Regions from separate parts of the Mus musculus genome. Here all the other regions are linked to region 1. The links are chromatin contacts, called in public HiChIP or PLAC-seq and promoter capture Hi-C maps. All regions are on one chromosome and are shown on one strand. The core of a region is the stretch at or near the end of the contact, and the rest is flanking DNA. Distances in the headings are between cores, read along the strand shown.

What was found. Promoter capture Hi-C pulls out the DNA fragments that hold promoters and counts their contacts. HiChIP or PLAC-seq counts read pairs in DNA pulled down with a chosen protein or histone mark.
Region 2: an H3K27ac HiChIP or PLAC-seq map of T-cell acute lymphoblastic leukemia shows a contact between it and region 1, with 6 times the contacts expected there. The contact joins the promoter of Adamts10 here to the promoter of Zfp563 in region 1. A contact is called at or near these places in 19 of 39 promoter capture datasets (the 3T3-L1 cell line, 3T3-L1-derived adipocytes, the C10 cell line and 11 more), 1 of 15 datasets of contacts at CTCF or cohesin (the NIH/3T3 cell line), 1 of 484 Hi-C or Micro-C datasets (muscle stem cells), 13 of 115 datasets of contacts at active chromatin or transcription factors (the NIH/3T3 cell line, the SCID.adh cell line, T-cell acute lymphoblastic leukemia and 9 more) and 2 of 9 other capture datasets (adipose tissue and pancreatic islet).
Region 3: a contact with region 1 is called in a promoter capture Hi-C map of liver, with 3 times the contacts expected there. The contact joins the promoter of Zfp811 here to the promoter of Zfp563 in region 1. A contact is called at or near these places in 4 of 39 promoter capture datasets (the 3T3-L1 cell line, cranial neural crest, hippocampal neurons and 1 more), 1 of 484 Hi-C or Micro-C datasets (uterus) and 2 of 115 datasets of contacts at active chromatin or transcription factors (bone marrow-derived macrophages and embryonic stem cells).
Region 4: a promoter capture Hi-C map of liver shows a contact between it and region 1. The contact joins the promoter of Zfp81 here to the promoter of Zfp563 in region 1. A contact is called at or near these places in 15 of 39 promoter capture datasets (the 3T3-L1 cell line, 3T3-L1-derived adipocytes, the C10 cell line and 9 more), 1 of 15 datasets of contacts at CTCF or cohesin (the NIH/3T3 cell line), 2 of 484 Hi-C or Micro-C datasets (B cells and myocytes), 8 of 115 datasets of contacts at active chromatin or transcription factors (astrocytes, bone marrow-derived macrophages, embryonic stem cells and 3 more) and 3 of 9 other capture datasets (adipose tissue, liver and macrophages).
Region 5: a contact with region 1 is called in a promoter capture Hi-C map of liver, with 2.5 times the contacts expected there. The contact joins the promoter of Zfp799 here to the promoter of Zfp563 in region 1. A contact is called at or near these places in 4 of 39 promoter capture datasets (the C10 cell line, cranial neural crest and liver).

The regions. Positions count from the first base shown.
Region 1 is chr17:33,087,130-33,091,747 of GRCm38.p6, forward strand. Zfp563 (zinc finger protein 563) reads left to right here and starts at 2,238. Exons shown (of 4, transcript NM_001024950.2): 1 at 2,238-2,350. The coding sequence starts at 2,348.
Region 2 is chr17:33,521,374-33,525,991 of GRCm38.p6, forward strand. It overlaps Adamts10 (a disintegrin-like and metallopeptidase (reprolysin type) with thrombospondin type 1 motif, 10), which reads left to right and starts at 2,712. Exons shown (of 25, transcript NM_172619.4): 1 at 2,712-2,885.
Region 3 is chr17:32,807,767-32,812,384 of GRCm38.p6, forward strand. It overlaps Zfp811 (zinc finger protein 811), which reads right to left and starts at 2,165. Exons shown (of 4, transcript NM_183177.3): 1 at 2,016-2,165. The coding sequence starts at 2,018.
Region 4 is chr17:33,356,247-33,360,864 of GRCm38.p6, forward strand. Zfp81 (zinc finger protein 81) reads right to left here and starts at 2,632. Exons shown (of 4, transcript NM_207541.1): 1 at 2,488-2,632. The coding sequence starts at 2,490.
Region 5 is chr17:32,827,857-32,832,474 of GRCm38.p6, forward strand. Zfp799 (zinc finger protein 799) reads right to left here and starts at 2,405. Exons shown (of 4, transcript NM_177359.5): 1 at 2,233-2,405. The coding sequence starts at 2,235.

The sequences.
Region 1 (4,618 bases), core at 988-3,487:
ACAAAGGAACTCCCAGGACAGCCAAGGATACATAATAAGAGAGGAAAGGAAACAAAGATGCTAATCTTGGCATTCAACTCTCCTCACCCTCTCAGGTTCCGGATGCTGGAGAGGTTCTGGTCACAGATGGTGGAGAAAAGTCCACTAAAGTCTTTGTCTTGGAGAGGGAGACCAGTCAGGAATTTATTCACCTTAAATGTTTAAGTGAAAAATCTATTAATTTATCTAAAGCCTCGTTCCCTTGTCTGTCTGCCAGCCAAGGAGCTATCCAACTCCTAGTTCCAAAGCATCAGTGATGTCCTTAGGTCTTGAGTCAGGAATGCTGGAAGGGAATCTGGTTTCTTACCTTCCCCTAAGTGAGCCCCCTACTTTGAAGAGTATATGTAAGGGTGAAAATGAAAACTCCCACCCGGATGTCATTAACCTCTTGTGGTGAACAGCTTTGGACTTTACAGATCTAAATGCTCAACACATCCAATTTCAGCCCATTTCCTAAATAATATTAGGGCTACTGTTTAGAACTGGACAGCAGCAATAAAGGACTACTAGGAAAAAAAAAAAAAAACCTAGTTCCTCTGGTCAATGAAATAAAATCTCTGGCCTAACATTCCAAGCTATCTAAAATATAAAAGTTAATTCACTTGGGCCTGTCAATAACCTGACCAGGGGACCATACCTCTGAAAGTTAGGAACATTCCTAGGAAGGTGGGCTCACCTTAAGTTGTGCTAAAGACGTATGCAGAAAATTATCCCTTTAACAAGATGCTGTTTTTCCTAACCGAATTCCTACTCCCTAGTGTAGACCATATCAGCCTCTCTGAGGTTCAGATGGGTCAGCTCACCTTTCTGACCCATGAACTGAGACAGATATAACTTTTTTTAAAAAAATTTCAGATAGTGGTCATAACCTACTAAATACGTGTTTGTTACCATCTTGATAGGGTTTGTTTTCTCTGCCACTTAAAGAATTAAGAGTAAAAAAAAAAAAAAAAAAAAATCTCAGCGCAACAGGTAGCAACAGGGGAAATCTCAGACCCTGCAGGCAGAATCAACTAAAGAACAGCTCTTCCTAGTAGTAAAGAAACAAATGTACAAGAAGGTGGGGGTGGGGTGGGGGGTGGGGACACAGAAAGGCAGAGATCCGGAAACTTTGAAGAGTCTTTCTAACTTAGGGATGTTCAGTTTGAACAAAGACAGGAAAACTGATAGGCCCATCTTTTGGGGTAAATATATCTATTCCATGTTGCTGAACTTGCAGTGCCTGTTCCCAGGCAATGGTCCCTATCCCAGCAGATGCAGTGACTTACAACTTTGCTTCCCTGGGATTTTTTCTTTAAAATTTGAATAAAAATGCTTTAATTGGCAGAGCAAACGAACTGATTCCTGTGTCCCTAGAGAACCTTATGACTGCTACTATGTAACCGCACTTTTCATATTCATAACTGTTTTCTCTTGGTATATTCTCTTGGTATATTTCTCTTTTCTTGGCTGAAAAATGTATGGACTGAGTGAAAAGGAAGGGGAAAGCTTTTGCTATCATGCAGACTACATCATCTCAAGTTTCTCATGGGTGACATTAGACCAGTGGACCTGCCCTGGCTGGGTATCCCTTTATCTCTGTGGCAGGCCTAGGTACCCTTTCTCTAAGGTTCTGTCCATGGTACACTAACTAAATCTGACTTTAAATAAGCAGACTCCAGACTTAGTTTCCAGGGGGAAGTGGGAAAGCTCTTCTTTGGAAAAACCAAGTCTAAATTCTTTTTAAATGCAGTTATCAAGATGAGCGGATGCGGGGCGTGGTGGTGCACACCTTTAATCCTAGCACTTGGTAGACAGAGGCAGGCAGATTTCTGAGTTCGAGGCCAGTCTGGTCTACAAAGTGAGTTCCAGGACAGCCAGGGCTATACAGAGAAACCCTGTCTCGAAAAACAAAACAAAACAAAAAACAAAAAAAAAAAAGAAAAAAAAAAAGAAAAAAGAGTGGATTTCTGCCCGGGCCATGAGAGCTTTGGCTGCAATATGGCATGTGTGCCCCACTTATTAAATTAAGAGTTTACCACCAAGCTCTAATGTGTGTGTGTGTGGGGGGGGGGGGGGTGGGGGGGTTGGGGGGGGGGTGTCTGATCGCTTATCCAATTAGTACCACGGAGCACAGCACGAGCTATCCAATCAGAAGCGCCGATTGGTGAAGCGGACGTTCCTCACCGGCCTTCTCTTACTTGCCAGACTATTGTGGTGATAGAGTTCTGCCAGCTGAGGGAGTCACAGGTATCCGTTCAGGGTCCGTGTTGTGTGGCTGCCAACACCAGGATCATTCCTAAGGCCCCAGCAAGCCTTGGGCTCAGCTATGGTAAGTGTCCTTACGGCCAGCTGTCCAATCAGGAACGCCGGCAGAAAGCGGATATGCCTCACCCGCCATCTTTCTTCCTGGCACGGTCTGGTCAGCTGAGAGGGCAGCGGGTACGGTTAAGCCTCTTTGGCTCCGGGACAGCTGACCTCTGGAGCCTTCTTGAAACTACAAGAGGGCCCGGGAGCAGACGAGGCGAACGTCGGGGCAATGTAAGGGGCGCCGGGTGTTCCCCGGGTAGATGCCTCAGTCCTACATCCTCAGTCCTACATTGCTTTGGGTGCTGCGGGACTCAGGGTTTCTCTGCACTCTAGGTGGCAGGACCCCGGCGGGCAGCCCCATCTCTTGCAGAATCCTGTACTTCTGTCTCCTCAGCGAGACGCCTCCTGTAAAGTACAGGTAGATGGGCATGTTAACACATGACCACTACACCAGCCCATACGACATGATGACGAATTGAAGGCCAGTTAGGACATAGACCCTGTCTCAAAGAGGAAAAAAAAAAAGTAACTTGAAAATATGGTTTATTTACTTCACAAGTCCAGGTTACAGTCTATCGTCTATCGCTGCAGAAAAGAACTCTGCCCAACCATTCTAAAATATAATAAAGTATGCTTTGAGGAGAATAGCAAGTGATGACTAAGCCACCTTACCTGTAGAATGGGCTAGAAGGAAGCCTGGTGATATCCACGAAAGATGTGGGAAAATGACCTGAAAGGCAGTTTGCAGAGCTTCAAAGCTTTCCTTCCTGTATTTGCAAAAGCATGGGTTATTTTGTTCATGTTGTTTATGGTGATATATTTTTGTTTGTTTTATTTTAAGACAAAAAATCTCATTATGTAGCCCAGGCTGGACACAAAGTAACAGTCCTTCCTCAGCCTCCTAAGTGATAAGGTTATAGGAATACATCAACATGCCGTGCCCTTGATACAGAAGAATTTAATGTAGGGGAGGCAGATCAGGGTACTAAATAACCTTGAGGCTGACTAAGGCCACAGTAAATCTCTTTTCACCCTGTTGTGCTTAAATGAGTCAGTGTTTCCCTTCTGCCTACTGATGAGACGACAGAAAGAAATCTCAGTATACGGTTCTAATACTCCAGGTCCACAGAATAGAAAGAAGAGTAGATTTTTCCCCCCTGTATATTCCAAGAAATCTCTCCAGCACTCCTAAAGCCAAGGCAAAATTGTATGGTAGGAGCAGAGGTATCACAGACCCCACAAAGCAGAAAAAGCCCAGGGAAATTGAGGGAGTGAGGCTGCTGCAGTCTTTAACAGTAAAGTCCATGGAAGAAGGGTTACCCTTAAGACCTCACAGATAAAGAGTCACCTGCATACAGGATAGCTCTGTGGCAGTCACAAGGACAGTTGCTCAATACATGACAACTAAAGTATTTGCTTCATCTCCCAGAGGGTTTTAGACAACTCTACCCAAGTTTTGTGAGCTTTGAGCATGGCTAGTATCTTCTGGTCAAACTACTTACTTTCGGTATAGATTCTGGAGTTTCAGTTTAACAGGTGTTTGAAAACATTAAATGAAGTCTTCTAGACGTAAATATTTGTAACTTTAAATTGTGGGTAGATCTGAGTAACATCATGACATATGCAGCTCTGCTAGTGCATCATTCACCTCATATAATCTCATCATATAGCAGCTATGTGACTTCACATCAGCCCACGAAGAAAGGTGAGTGTGGTGCACCATGGCATTGAGACAGAAACTGACTCATTATATATTGCGATTATAGTTCGAGTTCACCATTATATGTTGTTGTAAATACCTTCTTGTGTCTAGTTAGCAAATTAACATTTCTCACATGTCTGTATAGGGAAAACCATAGTGGTTAGGCTAACTACTTGCCACTATTTTAGTCTTCCACTACAGGTCTTGAAACATACCTCCTTCAGATACTGATGAGTTCTGCGCTTCTTTTCTTCCTTTTTATACACACTTGTGGACATGTATTTTGATCTTTCCCACCTGCTGTTGTACTTGGTTACCCCACCCCCTTCTGCAGAACCTGCTCTCACCTCAGCTCCCCTCCTGCCGTCACTGCTTTGTTCATTTGTGACCTTAGGATGCTAATCATGGTTACCTTAGTGAACGTGGCTGAGAGTTATTTACTGAAGCATGGCCAGTTTATCAGTGGCTACACTTCTGAAAACACTGACTCTTCTCCAGCAAGCCATTGACCTCTAAATAGTTCCTCAGGAACAGTGGGGCCTGACAACGGGATGTTGGGGAGGCCCCATTGTGCAGGCAACTATAGCT
Region 2 (4,618 bases), core at 1,462-3,961, 430 kb after region 1:
CCCCCCCACTGAGTGGGGTCAGTGGCTTAGATGCCCACTCAGGGCCGTATGGAAAGCGTCCGGCAGCCCTCCCACGTCCGTCCACCTGCCCAGAGCATAGGAGGAACTCTGGCCTACCCTCCCTCCCCCCTCTTTCCCCTGCCCCACCCCTTTTAGTTCCCACAGAATATATCTTCAGTGGAATGGACACTTGCTCCTGGTCTTGTCTTCACAATACTAGGGAGGACACCTGGCATCAATTAGTGATCAATAAAGATGGGGTGAATGAATCAGGAAAAGCCTGCTCAGAGCTCAACTAATGATGGCCCCGGGGGCACCGTCTCCTTCACCGGCTGTTCTCAGGCTTGGAAGAGGCCTCCTTCTCCTATTGACTACATCAGCACTGGTGTTAAGTCCCGGTTCAGGCTCTATGCTCTGTAACTCTTGTCTCAGGTGCTCAGGAGTATGAGGAACGAGGAATGGTTGAGCACAGAACTTCCCAGCCAACATATGCAACACAGAGAGTCCTAACTACTAAAAAATAAAGAGATAGGGTTTGAAAGATAGCACAGTAACTAAGAACACTGGTTGCTCTTCCAGAGGACATGGGGTCCCCAGCACCCATATGGCAGCTCACAACCTTCTGTAACTCCAGTTCCTGGTGCCCTCGTCTGGCCTCTCAGGCACTGTGTACACGTGATGAGCAGCCATAAAAGCAGGCAAAACCTCATACCTGTGAAATAAAAATAAATATCTTTAAAAGAAGAATAAATCAAATTGAAAGACCAGGAAGATGGTTCCGTGGATAAAGCACTTGCCTCATAAACACACGAACCTGGGCTCAGGGTTTGGCTTTTCCCATCCCCCACCCCGCTCTCGTTTCCTGGGGGTCTTTTTCTCTGTGTGTCTTTCTCTGTGTGTATTTCCTCAGCCCTAATAAAAAAGCATCACACACACACAACTAACCACAACAAATGTCATTTCAGATTGTCTGAACAGAAATCCATCAATCTCTGTCCTCTACGCGCAGCCCCCCAACACATGCACATATGTACACAAAATATAAATAAGTTAAAATATATGAAACCAAAAGTCCCAAGGGAGCTCACCGAGGACAAAGCATCATGTCGCTCTTACCACCCTCCAAGGGCTGAGTCCAACACTGGCAGGAAAAGGAGGCTCTCTCCCCACTCCCTCCAAACCCTCTGGGACTAAGGTAGAAGGGGGTGGGATGGGGGGGACACTAAGATTTACTTATTAATTGAGGAATGAGGTTTCAAAGCTGGTAAGTAGCAGGACCTGGAATCTAGTTTGAAGCCACCCAGCTCCAAATGGTCCTGAAAATCTTCTCACGGTGAGTGTGGAAGCCATCCCTAGACTGGGGACAGGTGGCTGGAGCCACAGCAGAAGTACAACCTGAGAAAGCAAAGGCAGGTGCCTCAGGCCAAGGGGCCCAAGGGGCAGTTCGGTTAGTGGAGGCCAGGGGTGGGTATGGGTTCTAGGGATTGCAGTATGTAAAAGTTAACAGCCCCTCTGGTCTGGCAGGGTGTCCAGAGAAGTTGGGTCCGGGCAGGAGGGTTCGGGCACCATAGGAATTTTTCGTACAGTGCATGAGCCCTTAACATGCCATTTCCAAGTTCAAGACTAAGTTCAACGTAGAGACAGAGAACTACCTGTATCCCTAGCTGAACTCAGAACAGAGGGAATGTTTGTGGTTGAAACTCTCCTGCTCCCTCCCACAACCACCCCTCTTCCTCCCCTGCTCCCTACAAAGGCTGTCATTACCCCATTTCTAAGGATAAGAAAACCTAGAATCAGAGTCGGTCAAGGCCAAGGCCAAAGCCCACTGTGGGGGCCAATCTTGGAATTCTGAGACCAGGGGTAATGGTGTAGAACACTCCCACAATCAGGCCTGGATTGAAGCTGGTTGGAATCCCAGCTTTGCTCCACTGCACTGGTCATCTCCTGCATGTACAAACTCCTCGTAGATTTAAACACTGTGTCCCAAAGATGATCATGACGCCCCCCTGGCTGGACTTAGTTTTCACATCTGTAAAATGGAACTGACTAGGTCCTCTTCACTGCTAGAGAGTTAAAGCAAGTGAACTCAAAAGCAGAGCCAAAGCAGATCAAAGCCCCCGGACCGGAGCTTTGTGAAGGCTGGGACCCAACTCAGATTTATTCACTCAGCCTCGGGCACCATGCCTGGCACACGGAGAGGCGCCCAATAAATGTTTGCTTGAGCAAGGACCAGCCCTCAATAAATAACAGCTGTTGTTGACTCGGCTAACGGAGGCAAGGCACTGGGCTCTCCCCTTGTCTCAACCCCCTCGCTAGCCCCCAACTCAATTTTGCCCCTTTCTCCAGGACCCCCATCTCCTCCACCTCTTTCTATTCAAACTTTCCTCCCTCACAATTTCCCGCCTAACCCCTCCTTTCCGTCCTCCCCCCCATCCCCCTACTGTGTGCGTCCACTCCTCCCCCACTCTCCACCTCTGTCCCTTCACACCCCCTGCCTTCTTCTATCTCCGCCCCCAGCCTCCCCTCTCCCGTACCCCCCCCCCCAACCTTCTCCAACTCCCATCCCAAATTCCTCCTCAGCATCTCCACCCACACGGGCGCCCTTCGCGAGGCGGGGTAATCCGGGCTCCGGGGTCCTTGGCTTGGGTCCAGCCTGAGGCCCTGGGCGGCGGCGGCGGCGGAAGCAGCAGCAGCGGCGGGCGGGGTTTGGGTTTTTTTTTTTGGTTTTTCTTTTTTTTTAATAACCCTGGCAGGCTGCTCAGGAAGTGAGTGCCTTCCCGCGCCCCCTCCCCCGGCCACGCCACCGGGCGCTTGCTCCCTCCCTTCCTGTGCGCCGGGCGGTGAGTCTGTGCGTCTACAGCGGACCGAAGGCTCCAGGCACGCAGGTACTGGCGATCTGGGGACCCAGTTGGGCGGCGCAGTCACCGGAATGCAGTGATTATAAGTGACTTTGTGTGTCTCGGGGACAAGATGTGCTGGACGGATCCCGTTGTGCGAGTGCTGTGTTGGTGCCGAATGTCCCTAAGTGTTGCAGATACAGACTGCCTGTTTGGGTTGGCTCAGGTTTGGGGCGGGGGTCGAGGTCAGCCACGTATCCAAATGGTTGTGCTTCTGCGGATTGTATGACCTTATGGCTTTCAGCATCTGGGAGCGACTGTGTGGGCAGACTGTTGAGGTGTGTTGAGTGTTTGCCTAAGTGAGGGTAAGAAAAATGCCTCTCGTGCATGTAAATGCCAAGTGTGTCTGTCTCTGAATATTTGCGTTTCTCAGGAGTGTTATTAGTGGAAATGCCTGCATGCATATGTGTCTGAGTTTGTAGAATTTCTTAGTTCCCCCTGCTATGAATGTGTAAACTTGTGCATGTGTGTGTGTTAACTTTCTGTGTTAAATGAGCGTGTATAGGCTGCTAGGCTTGTGGCTTGTCTTGGACTGTGTAACTGTGCACATAGGCCTGTTTGTCTGGGTTTATGGGCTGTCTGGGTGTCCATGTGGAAATATGTGTTTCTGTATACATAGGTGTGGAGGTATGTAGTTGTGTGTGTTTGGGTTTAGTGAACCAGGCCTTCCTGCTATTCAAGTGTGGGTTGCCCTATAGAGTGTGATTGTGTTTGTTTGTGTGTCTGCCTGTGAGAGTGGAGCTGGGGCTGCTACTTCCCCTCAGATGGTCATCTATGCCACAGAACTCTGAAGCAAGGAGCCTCCCTACCAGGGGGAGACACACTTTAATTAACAGCTGGTTGGTGGTAATGGGAGTGGTGACCTGTGCAGCCCCTCCCCTTAGGCCTCCCCTCTGGCTGGTCCTTTTGTCTGTGTGCTCACAGCAGCCAGGCCAGATGTGCAGCGCCTGGAGGAAGCCTGCTGCCTCAGGCTGATGGCTGCCTATGCCTGGCCAAAGAAGCTCTGTCCTCCACTGAGAAGCCTCCACCTCTTTAGCTGGGTTTCCCGCACAGCCTACAAAAGTCTAGGTGTGGAGTGCTGGTCCCTATAGGATCCCCAGGATGTGATGGAGCCACACACATTCCCGGGAGGCTTTTCCCTCTTCCAGCACTTGTGCCCTTCCCCCAGGCTAGTGGCCTCCCTGCAGCCTGCCAGAGGAGGGGCCTGGGGGACAGGGGCCAAGCCTAGGTACACACACACACACACACACACACACACACACACACACACACACACACACACACAGGAGAGACAGAGACAGACAGATACATATACACACCCATAGTGTCATCTTGTGCCCAGCCAAACATGCGACTCCTCTCAATTGTAACTCATCCTCAGATTGGCTTTGTCTGCCCCAGACCTACTGACTTGTTTGTGGTCTCTCCTGTAGCCCCATCTTGGTATCATTCCTACCAGTAGCTGTTACCCTGTGGGCAGGTGTGGCCACCCCATCAGTCACTCACCCAGTAGAATCCTTTTACCCTGCCTCCAGTTTTACCCCATCTGAGCCAGAACCACTAGGTAGCCTGTGCAGTTAGTTATTGGGAGGGGGAACTCAAGAATAGAAGATTGTGATGGCTTGACTTGGGGGTGGGGGGTGGGGTGGGAGGAGCTAAGCACCAGAATCAGGTTCTACTCCTGCCTGGTAGGATTAGAATGAAAGGTCAGAGGTTGGGAG
Region 3 (4,618 bases), core at 915-3,414, 280 kb before region 1:
TCAAGTTTGTGTCTTTCCTCTAGGCGTGTGAGCACTGATTGATTCATTCCCAGCCTGAGCCAGCACATACCAGTCCTTCCTGTAGTCCTAAGCACAGATGACCTCAGAGCAAACTGCTCTAATCTGGGCGCTAACTGTGGCATCTTGATCACATCAGGCTCTCTTATCTTTTGTCCGTTCCTTTTTATTCTGGTTTAAGCACAGCTTTCTTTAGCCCAACCCTATGAGAAGCTTGTGAGCCAACACGGAGGGCTTTCCCCTTTCACAGTACATTCACAACACTGTCATGGCTTACCTCCATCAGGACTTCCGTTTTCAAACAATATTTAGAAACAAACCACATCAATTACAATTTTGACAGAGGCCAACCCTGTCCATCCCAGGTATATATGGCTCTCCCTTTCTATGAGTCGGACAATGTTAGGAGGACTTGGAAAGTCAGGGATTCAATGCCAGTCCTAAGAATCCTTAGTCTAAGAGTACAGGTCAGGGAATTTGGAGGAAGAGTCCCTTGAATCTGCATCCTGGTTAGCTTCAACTGTCAACATGGCACAGTCTATAGTTATCTGAGAAGAGCATCTCAATTGAGAAATTGTCTGGATCAGATTAGCATGTGGATAGTTAATTGATGTGGGAAGGCCCAGTCTATGATGAAAAGAACCTTCCCTAGGCAGGGGGTCCTGGGCTGTATAAGAAAGCTATTTTAGCATGAGTTTATAAGCCAGCCAGCATTCCTCCATGGTGTCTGCTTCAAGTGCTTGCCTGAGCTTTCCCTCTGAATTCCTTCAATGATGAACTGTGACCTGAAAATAATAAGCCAAAAGAACCCTTTCCTCACGAGCCATGCTGCCTTCAGTCAGTATGTTACTGCAGCGACAGGATGAGACTAGAGCAACCTGCAAGGCTCATTGGAAAAGCAGGTGCCACTGAAATGAGACAAGGAAAAGACGGCGGGGGGTGGGGGGGGGTGGGGGGGGTGGGGGGGGGTGGAGGGGGGCGTGGGGGCGGGCTGCTTGTAGTTAGTTCATGTTGCAGGTTATGCCAAACCTAGAATGGCTCCATTGTGTTCAGCAACAACGTTAATCTGATTTGCTCGAGTTTTAAGCATAAGATCTCATAGAGGAAAAAGAGCTACTATTTGCCAGCACTCCAGAAGGCACAAAGTGACATCAGTAAACAACTCCTGAAAATGTACCAAATTTTATCAAAAACACTAGACGCATGAGCTTATCAACCACAATATATGCAACCCCTCACCTGAATTTCTACAAGGAGCACCCCAAAACCAGAGTGTGGCACACAGGCAGTGATCACAGGGTCAGCTGTCAAGAGAAGGGGAATAACCGTGGGCAAGGACTCCCTCCCGCCTTTGTCCTCGCAGTTTCTCCGGCTTAGTTGATCGATGAGAATTATTCGATCCTCAACAGCCCTCTTTGTCCCCGTATTAGCTCCAATGCCTGGACTCCAGTAAAGCTTTGTGTGCTTTCAAGCCTTTCTAACACTTTCTTAACCATTCTGCAACCTGTGTTTTGGTTCATTATTGTGTGAAATGTTAATATGTGGTTTAATGTTAGTGATTAAGATTGGAATAAAAGAGCAGTGGCTGCCCACGGCCAGAAAGAAGGCAAAATCGGGCTTACTTGGAAAACTGTAGTCAAGGAAAAAGAATTTATTGGCTATTTAATAAATCGTGACAGTGTAAAAAAGATCCATGTCTCTGTATGTTTCAGAATAACATGCACAAGATCCGGGGGTCAACACACCTCTTACCTCCTCTGGTGCAGAACCCCCAACCCGAGTACCTAGTCTCCACCACCCTCTGCCACCACCACCCACTCTGCCTAGACCTGGCACTGCGAGAGACCAGATGTGTCTGCTTCAGTGAGCGCTCAGCAAGAGACAGGGCAGCCTGGACCAGCTCCACCCGGAGGATCCCGCTCTGAGGCTCATCAGAGTCAGAGAGACCCCTCTGCAGACGAGAGCTGTACCCCACTGCCACAATCGCCCGCACGAACCATTTCCAGAGACATGATGTCCTAGTGTCCTCTTGTAGTTCCTGCAGTCAGTGGAGGTGAGGCAGAAATGGAGTAGAGAGAGAGAGAGACCTGGAGATTCCCTGTACAGATGCTAACAATCCAGATCCCCAAATAAGGCGGGGACCAAAAGGGGATGTCTCAGTGATACGTAGCGGCCATCTTCCTAATGCCTGGATATTTCATTGGATATGCATCCCAAAACAACTTGCCTGGTTGGCCATCAATCCACAGACCCGCCTCCTAAAGCTTTAGCGACTGGAGGAGCACACTCACCTACCACATTGAGATTCAAATTAGAAATTTTAGGTTCAAGCCTACCCAGACTGCATAGAGTACTTTCCTAGATCCTCACTGGCCCCACAGTGGGAAAGGGCAGAAGCAGAGCCCTGTCCCAGCTTTCCTGACCCAACACTTGCTCAGCGGGCAATTCTTGCTTCCTCCCCTTTCTGATGGGGTTACAGAAGCACAGAGGGATTCCAGACTCGGTGTCTATGGAAACAGCCCCATCGCACCATAGAAGACAAAAGGCATACCAGGTCTGGAATAGGAGAGAGAGGGGAGAGGGGAGAGGGGAGAGGGGAGAGGGGAGAGGGGAGAGGGGAGAGGGGAGAGGGGAGAGGGGAGAGGGAGAGAGGGAGTAAGGGAGGGAGGGAGACAGACACAGAGAGAGTGTGTGTGAGGGAGGGATGGAGGCTACCTATATTCAGTCAATAGCATAGAAAACATATGAAGGAATGAAATTATTGAAGGCATACAGAAAGTGGAATTTATAGAAAGAGGTCAAACATACCAGCAAAGTCCTCACGCTTTAACAAGGATCCAGTGTTTAATTTGACCCAGTGACTTCTGGTGTGTTCCACAAGCACACTATTATCTGACTCCAAATAGTCAATGTTTGGACAGGAGGTGCTGTACAGTTCAGCTTGTCCATGCAGATATATACAAGGGTCAAATGCAAGAGAGACACTGAGTCAGATTGTTCCTGATGGCTGTTACTAAACTTGAGGTCACAGTCTATAAGAAGCCAGGTTCAGCCACCCAACCTCGTGAAGACAAACATGCAAATTAGTAGGGAAAACCAGAAAAGAAGAAATTTATGCAATGTGGCTATGTTGGGAAGAGGAACAAAAAGACCCAGTGATTCCCCACTAGTCTATCTTGGGGTTACTAAAGTGAGACTGAAGTTTAAGTTAAAGCCCAGGGCATACTAAGCAGTCCAGGATGAGGGGTGATGCCACCCATTACTGGACTGTCACCATCTCTGTGAGGTTGTTCATCCCTTTCCTGGAGGAGATGAGCATCAGCTCTGGCCCAGGGTTTTCTTCTCCCAATACCAGATTCCCAGAGAAATCTCAATTTCTTGGAATTCACTGTTTCAATATTGTTAAAGCTAAAGGCTCTTTTAAGAAAACATTCATTTCTGTCAGGTTAATGTCAAATACAACAGTGGGGCCTAAAAGGGAAGGAAATAAAGAGACTACTCAGAAAGGGCAGCGGTATCCATTTTAAGGCTTTGGAGGAAGAGGTGATCCTGCACTTGGAGGAAGAAGTCTTTTAACGTGTGACTTGGAGGGAAGAAAGATGGCTGCCGCAAACCCATTATACAAGATATGCCATTCGAAGTCCTTAGTGGTCTAGGATCTGGTTGCACAGGGATCCTGATAATTTCTTTTGTGGAAGTATTGGGTTTCAGCTAGGAGTTAATCAGCCTACATTTCCCTGCAGTATTTCAGGCACCCTACTGAGATGTCTGTGACTTTCCAACAGGTTCTCTGGAAAGAAGAGCCTAGAGACAAGGTAACTCTCCCCCATCTTGGGTAGCTTATTTCTCAGAGCTGATTCTGAGACACCTCATGTTGTAGGAAGGTTAGGGTTAGGTTAGGGCTTGTAATCAAACTCCCTAAATGTGCTGTTTAGAGAATGACAGGCCAAGAAACTTAGAGAGAGACCTAGGAAATTTAGACCACATCACAGTCTCCCTGGCACTAAATCTTGTGGTCTCAAGGAGCAATCTGCTTCAGTGTCCTCTTTCCTATCAGCATATTATAGTGAGAATTACAGAATCTCACTAGGCTGCTTGTCAATTTCCTAGTTCTCACTTAAGTAAGGAGCCTACTCAACTCCTTTGAGTGAGAATCATAGCTGGGTGCTTGTCAAACAAGCCTCACTAGCATGGAGAATTACAGCACCAACTTTGAGGTTAGAGAGAGGTGACTGCAGACAGGTGTGTCCTCAGAGAAATCTAGACAGATCTAGACTAACTTTCCACTCAATTGCTACGAGAGACTTCTACCCCTTTCAGCAATGTGCCAAGGCAAAAAAAAAAAAAAAAAAAATACAATGCTTACTTCAAAAGGGATAAGACATAATTTATTCTGGAGGCAAATGAGTGACCATGGCCTGGAAATAGACTCACATTACACCAGTAGTATGTTCCAATGTGGTAACGATGTTATGATGTTTTATAGAAACAAAGCTAAGAAAGTCAAAAGGCTTGAAATATATTGGTGGAAACATCGGGTAGGTAGATTACAGAAAATGGGGACGTCTAGGAGTACCTGACCACATGCTTAGCCATTTGG
Region 4 (4,618 bases), core at 1,382-3,881, 270 kb after region 1:
ACACTATTGCATACACCAGCAAGATTTTGCTGAAAAGACCCTGATACAGCTGTCTCGTATGAGGCTATGCCAGTGCCTGGCAAATACAAAAGTGGATGCTCATAGTCATCTATAGGATGGAACACAGGGCCCCCAATGGAGGATCTAGAGAAAGCACCCAAGGAGTTGAAGGGGTCTGTGTAGTCCCCCAGATTTTAGGGAACCCTTTGGAAGAGGAAGCAGAAAGAGTGTAAGACGGGGGGGGGGGGGCAGATGGAGAACATGAAGAAAACAAGGCCATCTAAAATCTACTTGAGTCTGAACTCAGAGACTGAAGCAGTATGCATAGGGCCTGCACAGGTCTGCATATATTATGGTTTCCAGTTTTTCATTGGGATTCCTGAGTGTGCATGGGAGTGAGTCTCTGATTCTTGTGTGTTCTCTTGGGCTCTTTTCCTTCTGTTTGTTTTGTCCAATTTAGATATGTTAATTTTTGTTATCTTACTACATTTTATTATTCTACCTTAGAAACCTGGTTTGTTTTTTTTTTGTTGTTGTTGTTGTTTTTGTTTGTTTTCCTAATGAGAATCAGAAAGGGAACTGTGATGGGAAAGGGAGAAGAAACCACAATCAGGATATATAAATATATAGGTAGAAAATCTATTTTCAAGTGGGAAAACAAGACAGTAGCAAGAGGTAAGCTCATTCATACCTCTCATAGCTACAAATGTTTACATACAAATGCAAAATAGGAGTAAAAACAAAATAAAACAAAAAGCAACCTGAAGATTAACATAAGAAAGAAGCCAGTCAGCAAAGGAAGATCTTAAGCCCTTTCTTACTGGGGCGCGCTCAAGAAAAGCTCCTGGTATATAAACTGGATGTTTTGCAAATGTCTCACAACATGTCATGGATCACATTTTCTCAGACTTTGTCTCTGGTGTAATCCTTCCGTGTATGAAACAAGACCCTGTAAATCAGGTCCCCTCTGAACTCAAATCCAAGTCTCAACACTTAGAAAATATGCTTTCCTTAACACCCTTGGCTTCCTCACTGTTTCTCTGATCTCCATGTTGAACTTAAAAGGCATCCTTTTGTTTTGTTTTCTCGCCTAACCACAAATGCCAATATTTAAAGCTTGCCTGCCCTGTTTTCTGCTTTCCCCCTCTCAACCTCAAAAACTCGATTAAATTTTCCTCTGGTTACCCTCCAAGTTCATCTTCAATTTAGAGCCAAAAAAGCTACCGCGGCTTCCCATACACACACTGAGAATTCAGAATGCCGAATAAATAGTTCAACTTAATGGCTCAAACACAAGGTCTTAGGAAAACAACAAAATGTCAGACTTAAGAGCAAAAGACAGCAAGAAGTAAAAAATAAGTTGAAAAATTATTGAAATTGACTCAAAGAATACACACAGTCAATGTCAATCTCAGAAATGGTTCTTTTAAAAAACAGTAAAATAGGCAAAACTGTAGTCAAGCTAACAAAAAAGAGGGAAGAGACAAATTAATAAAGTCATAAATTAGGGGAGGTTGCAAGAGACTAAAAAAAAAAAAGACAGGAAAAAAGAAAAGCAGTGGACCATTTGGTAGTATTTTGAAAAAAATACCCCCCACGAGGAAAAGAAATATATGCAAGAAATGGTTTGATTCTGAGTCGCATACAACAAGCTAAAATTAAATCAAGAGGATATAAACAACTTACGAATATTCATAACGATGAGATAGAAACAGATATAACCCTCTCATCCCTTCTGTTCAAGTCCACAGCCAAAGAATCTACCACGTTTTTGTTTGTTTTTACAATTAAATTATTCATCCCATCTCATGCTTTTTTTTTTACAGCCAGCAATGCTAGAAGAAAAAAAAAATTCCCCCAAATTTCACCTGTGCCTAGACAATTAATTGCCCAATTGGTTGGTGAATCCAAACAATTTTGAAGCAAATTGAAAATCCTCTCTTCCTTGCAAGCCGGAGCATTCCTCCCACTCTCAGCCCAGAGGGAGCAAACAAATCCTCCTGCATTAACGCTAACAGCAAAAACCAGGATGCGGGATAGGTTTACAGTTCATTGGTAAAAGGATTGCCTAGAATGAGCAAAGCCTGAGGTTCGATGCCCACGAAGGAAGGAAGGAAGGAAGGAAGGAAGGAACGAACAGCGTTTATCAAAGCCCCTCACAACAGTCTAAATGCTACAGAGCATCACGCCAACTCGCCAGCGATGCAGTCTGGAGAGGCGCTGTCTCACCCGAGAGCACAGCGGACTAGAAGACACTGCTTCAGAAGGGGGGCGGGGCAGGGCAGGGCCGGACCGACAGGACCAGACCCCAGGCTCCCCGCTGCCTGCTCTGCACGGAATTAAAACGCACGTGGGTGAGAGGGCGCGGGTGACAGACTCCTGCACAGAATCAGGCGAACGTCAGTGCCGCGGCACCACACAGGGACAAAGCCTCCGCGATGTCACCAACGTGCCACGCACGACTCCAGGAACACAGGGCACACTCACCATTTCCTGATTTCACACGCGAGCAGTGTGCTTCCTAAAGGGCCTACAATCAGCAGAAGGGACAGCGACTCAGGCCAAGTCACCACCTGCCTCCCTGGAGCTACACAGGACTCAAACAGGGCGGCAATGGCGGCACCCTCTGACTATCCATGCTCCTCATTGGGCAGTTCATGCAGGAAAGTAACAACGTCCCTGATTGGTGAACGGTACCGACCCGCCTCTTTAACTCTTTTCAGCGCGTTTAAATGGAACTCACCCGGCAAACTGACTACAGAACCTCCCTAACTCTGGCTCCCCCAAACCCCTGGAGTAAACCCGGAGTATATTTGGTGTCATTCTATTTAAAGAGAATATACTTCGGGGTTTTTAGAGCACACATTTAGTTCTTCGTGTGAGTTCCTCGTGCCTTTCCGCTTACTCACACTACTTTTTTTGTGAACATTCAGGACTCAGTGACATTAGGACAAAGCCAATGACACACATCCCTACCTCCAGTTTTAGCGATAGAGGCTTGGCCGGCTTTTTACGTGGGTTCTGGGGATCCAAACGCAGATCCTCATGAAGGATAATCAGGCATTTTACCAACCAACCCATCTCACCAGCGCTTCTTTGGGCTTGTACTATAGGTGGTCATTACGCTGCTTACTGTACAGTGTTTGGGTTTTATAACGTACAGAGAATGCTGAATTCAGAATATATCTTCAACATGAAGAACTTGTGCGGTGGTTAAGATTAGAGATGCATTTCACCAAACTCCTAGAAATAGTGTTTGTGGATTTGGTTTATTTCGGCTAGAACTTCAATGTGGCTGTAGAATACACTGTCCCACTTCTGAATATTAAGATGTGGAGCACTTGTTACTCTTACAGAGGCCCTGGGATTGCTTTCAATCATCCACACGATCGTTTGAAAACATCTTAACTCCAAGAGCTTCATCACCTTTTTAATTCACAGGCACCAGGTTCTCACATGGTGCACATACATACATTCATACACATATAAAAATAATCTTAAAATTTTAAAAGAAGTATATATGAAACCAGATATAGGAGAAAGAGTCATTATAACTTTTAAGAGAGAATGTAAATTAATACAGACACAAAAATAAAGTATGAAGATTTCTAAGAACAAACAAACAAAAACAACTTAAAATTGTTTAGCATGGTGGTACAGACCTTTAATTACAGGACTTTGGAGGCAAGAAGTTAAAGGTCATTGTGAAGAAAAGGAAGAGGAAGAGGAGGAGGAGGAAGAGGAAGAGGAGGAGGAGGAGAGAGAAAGAAGGAAGGAAGGAAGGAAGGAAGGAAGGAAGGAAGGAAGGAAGGAAGGAAGGAAAGAGAGTTCCAGGACAGCCAGGGACACACAGAAACCATTCTGAAAACAAACAAACAAACAAACAAAACCTCAAAACTAAAGGTCACAAACTAAAACCAGCACCCTTTGCTAGGAAAGAGAAAGGAAAGAATTTTACTATACATAAGAAATGAATGGACATGGACTGGAGAGATGGCTCAGAAGTTAAGAGCACTGGCTGCTCTTCCAGAGGTCCTGAGTTCAACTTATAGCCATCACACAGTGGTTCATGACTATCTATAATAGGATCTGGTGCTGTCTTGTGGCCTGTAAGCATATATGCATACATACTGTATACACAATAAATAAATCTTAAAGAGAAATGCACATTAATGTTTATTATAGCACTGCTCAAAAATAGCTAAGCTCTGAAATCTGCCAAGATCTTGTTAAGACACAAATAAAGAGAATATAGTGTATGTATGTAGGCATAATTTTTTCAGCCTATTTTATTTTTATTGGTTATTTTATTTATTTATATATCAAATGTTATTCCCCTTCCCAGTTTCCCCTCCACAAGCCCCCTATCCCCTTCTCTCTCCCCTTGCCTCTATGAGGTTTCTCCCCCACCTGCCCACCCACTCCTGCCTCAGTGCTCTAGCATTTCCCTATCCTGGGCCACCAAGACTCCACAGGACCAAGGGGCTCCCCTCCCAGTGATGCCAGATAAGGCAATCCTCTGCTACATATCCATCTGGAGCCATGGTTACTCTTTGGTTGGTGGTTTTGTCCCTGGGAGCTTGGGGTGGGGTGCTGGTTGGTTGATATTGTTGTTCTT
Region 5 (4,618 bases), core at 1,155-3,654, 260 kb before region 1:
CTACCTATAGGGTTGCAGACCCCTTCAGCTCCTTGGGTACTTTCTCTAGCTTCTCCATTGGGGGCCCTGTGTTCCATCTTATAGATGACTGTGAGCATCAACTTCTGTATTTGCCAGGCACTGGCATAGTCTCACAAGAGACAGCTCTATCAGGGTCCTTTCAGCAAAATCTTGCTGGCATATGCAATAGTGTCTGGGTTTGGTGGATGATTATGGGATGGATCCCCGGGTGGGGTAGTCTCTGGTCTGGATAGTCCATCCTTTCGTCTTAGCTCCAAACTTTGTCTCTATAACTCCTTTCACGGGTATTTTGTTCCCTATTCTAAGGAGGAACGAAGTATCCACCCATTGGTCTTCCCTCTTCTTGATTTTCTTGTGTTTTGCAAATTGTATCTTGGGTGTTCTATGCTTCATTCACCACTGTTTTTAACTTCCTTCAAGAGAAGCCCTCTGGCCATCTGTAGGGAAGCTTTTCAATCTTCCATGTGGGGCTTTATTCTATTGCAATAGCCCATTCATATCCAGTCATGTCTTACCCCATGAAGATTTTTTCATGTTAAAACGTTTAGAAACAATCCAAGGCAGTAATACTTATGATAAAGACCAATCTGAGCAAGCCATGCACGTGACCAGTAATACTTATGATAAAGACCAATCTGAGCGAGCCATGCACGTGACCAGTAATACTTATGATAAAGACCAATCTGAGCAAGCCATGCACGTGACCAGTAATACTTATGATAAGGACCAATCTGAGCGAGCCATGCACGTGACCAGTAATACGTATGATAAAAACCAATCTGAGCGAGCCATGCACGTGACCAGTAATACGTATGATAAAAACCAATCTGAGCGAGCCATGCACGTGACCAGTAATACTTATGATAAAGACCAATCTGAGCAAGCCATGCACGTGACCAGTAATACTTATGATAAGGACCAATCTGAGCAAGCCATGCACGTGAATTTTCCTTTTCAGTAAGTCCAGCAATGTCAAAAGGGTTTGGAAAGTCAGGCATTTATTGAGAGTTATAAGAATCCTTAGGCTAAGAATACAAGTCATGGAATTTAGAGGAAACTTCCCTTGAGTGAAACCCATAGGCATGTTCTCATAGGACTAGCGGATGTCACTGAAATGTGAGAGAAGACAGGGTGGGGTGGGGCTGTTCTGGGATACTCTGTGCTTTGGGAACTATCAGCTTTCTGGCCTACATGACTGTTTTGTTAAGCAAAAACTCTGCACTGGTTTATTCTGAATATCAATATCAACAAAGAACAAATAAAGGCACAATTTAATAATCTGTCTCAATAATGACGCCTGACAATATACCAAATCATATATACATGCACATAAAACTCACCAGCCTAACCAGATATAACCCCCTGCCTGAGACTATAGAAACTGCAACAAGCTGGTTGACGGGTCATAGGGTCAATTGTCAAAAGCCAGAAAACTTATCACAGGAAAAGCCCCGTCTCTACCCTAGGACTCCAGCTCTAGGACCTCAGCTCACTTCAAACAGGCCTTCTAACAACAGCCTGTGCTCGGAACGTGCATTGGACATTCTACACCCTCACTGATAAGTCTTACCAGTTCTCTGCCTCCAACTTGAGAACCTCCTATATTTTCAGCCTTTCTAACCATTTAGTAACTTGCACTTTGTATACCATTGTGTTAAATGGTCATGTGTTACCTGCCTATTGATAGTAATACTTAAGATAGGGATAAATGCATCGTGGTTGCCAATGGCCAGCTCTCAAGGATAACCAGGTGTACTCATCAAATCCTAGCCGATAAAGGCTGAGAAATGACTGACTGTTAAGTAAATTGGGACACTGAGCAGACATAAATGCAGCCTACTTTTTTTTTTTTTTTTTTTTTTTTTTTTTTTTTTTTGACAACGTGCATAGAACCCGGGCTCACCTCGCGGTTTTCCTACAAATCCCCTTACAAGAGCCCAAACCCACGGTTCCCCACGACTCTCCGCCTACACCTCCCAGACTGCGGAGACGCAGGCTGCAAGCGCCCAGCTGACCTGAGACCCCGCAGCACTGAGCTCTCAGCAAAGGACAGGACCGCAGCTCTGCCTGCTGGTCCAGCTCCATCCAGAGGGACCCGGGCAGCGCGGCCCAGCAGAGCAGATGAGATGCAGACTCAGCTGCCCTGGAAGGCCGCGTCCCCACTGCCGCCTCCGCTTACAGTAGCCTCCTCCCTACAGCCTGCGCACGCACCATTTCCAGTCACCGGGTGTCCAGGTGACCTCCTGCGATTCCCGCTGTCAGTAGGGGGGACAGAGATACCGAGGAGAGAGACCTGGGGGCCGCAGTCAAAGACACAGGACGACAATATGGCGGGGACACACAATGGCACCCCAAATGTTGTGCTTTCTACGTCACCGAAGACCGAAACTCCTCATTGGGCAGTTCACACAGCTACCAAACGTTCTCCTTGATTGGCCAACAATCCGTGAGCCTGCCTCCTGAATCCTGAGTGACAATAGAAACATCTCCTTCCTCCCTGGAAGACTTCACAGTTGACCCTGGTTCCTACTCTGGAGAGCACCTGGCCCCACCAAGGTTTTTTCTCAGATGCACTACTTTTATCGTTCCTTTTTGGTACATTTATTTATAGCTCATGTTTCAATATCACCACACAAGATATTTTGATGATCCCAGAAGGGCAAAAGTCAAAGGGTTGGGGCTAGGGAGATGGCTCCTTTGAAGTTCTTCTGGAGAACTCGGGTTGGCTTTCCAGAACCTCATCGTGGTTCACAATTGTCTGTAACTCTTAATTCCAGGGGATCTGATGCCTGATGCCCTATTTTTGCCTCCAAGGGCACCATGCATGCAATGGGTGCACAAACCATACCTGCAGGAAAAATATACCTGCACACACACACAAAATAATAAAATGAAAAAAATAAAAATAATCAGCCTCCTTCCTCAAAAGCACAGGTCTTCCAAACCCCCTCATGTATCATCTCATCAAACAAGCAAGCGACAACAAATTTCTGCTTTGTGTTGGCCAGCTGCTCCCACATACGGGGCCTCATTTGGAGTGTGGTTGATGTTCCCTGTGTCACTCCATTAAGGAAAAACAATTTTCGCTCTCCTAGCATCTTGATTAGGAGTGGGACTTTGCTACCACTTCCCCTTCCCTGGGCTGGGATTTTTGTCTAACTTTATTGAACTTATGTAGGTCTTGTACATGTAGCCACTGTCTCTCTGAGTTCTTATGTGCACCAACCCTGCTTATCTGGAAAACACTGTTTTCTTGAAGTCACCCATCTCCTCTGGTCTTACAAACATTACACTGCCTCTTCTACAGAGATCTCTACCTTCATTAGATTTTTTTTTCCTTTTTTGATTCTTCAGCTAAGACAGTAAGAAATATGATGTCATACAGACCCTAAGAAAACACAAATGCCAGCCCAGGCTACTATATCCAGCAAAACTCTCAATTACCATAGATGGAGAGAGCAAGATAGTCCATGACAAAAACAAATTTACACAATATCTTTCCAAAAATCCAGACCTAAAAAGGATAATAGAAGGAAAACTCCAACACAAGAAAGGAAAGTACACCCTAGAAAAAGCAAGACAGTAATCTTCTTTCAACAAACCCAAAAGAAGACAGCCACACAAACATAATTCCACCTCAAACAACAAAAATATCAGGAATCAACAATCACTATTTCTTAATATCTCTTAACACCAATGGACTCAATTCCTCAATAAAAAGACATAGACTAACAGACTGGATACATAAACAATCCAGAATTTTGCTGCATACAGGAATTGCACCTCAGTGTCAAAGACAGACACTACCTCAGAGAAAAGGGTTGCAAAACAATTTTCCAAGACAATGGTCCCCAAAACAAGCTGGAGTAGCCATTCTAATATCAAATAAAATTGACTGTCAACCTAAAATTATCATAAAAGATAAGGAAGGACACTTCATACTCATCAAAGGAAAAATCTACCAAGAAGAGCTCTCAATTCTGAACATTTATGCTCCAAATGCAAGGGTACCCACATTCATAAAAGAAACTTCACTAAAGCTCAACACCCCACTCTCAGCAATAGACAGATCATGGAAACAGAAACTAAACAGAGACACAGTGTAACTAACAGAAGTTATGGACCAAATAGATTTAACAGATATCTACAGAATATTTCATCCTAAAACAAAAGGATATACCTTCTTCTCAGCACCTCATGGTATGTTCTCCAAAACTGACCATATAATCCATCACAAAACAGGCCTCAGCAGATACAAGAAGACTGAAATAATCTCATGCACCCTATCAGATCACCATGGACTAAGGCTGGTCTTCAACAACAACAAAAACAACAGAAAGCCGACATACCCATAGAAGCTGAACAACACTCTGCTCAATGATAACTTGGACAAGGAACAAATAAAGAAAAAACTTTTTAGAATTTAATGAAAATGAAAGCACAACATTACCCCAAATTATAGGACACAATGAAAGCAGTGCTAAGAGGAAAACTCATAGCACTGAGTGCCTCCAAAAAGAAACTGGAGAGAGCATACACTAGCAGCTTTCAGCACACCTAAAAACTCTAGGACAAAAGGAAACAAATTCACCCAAGA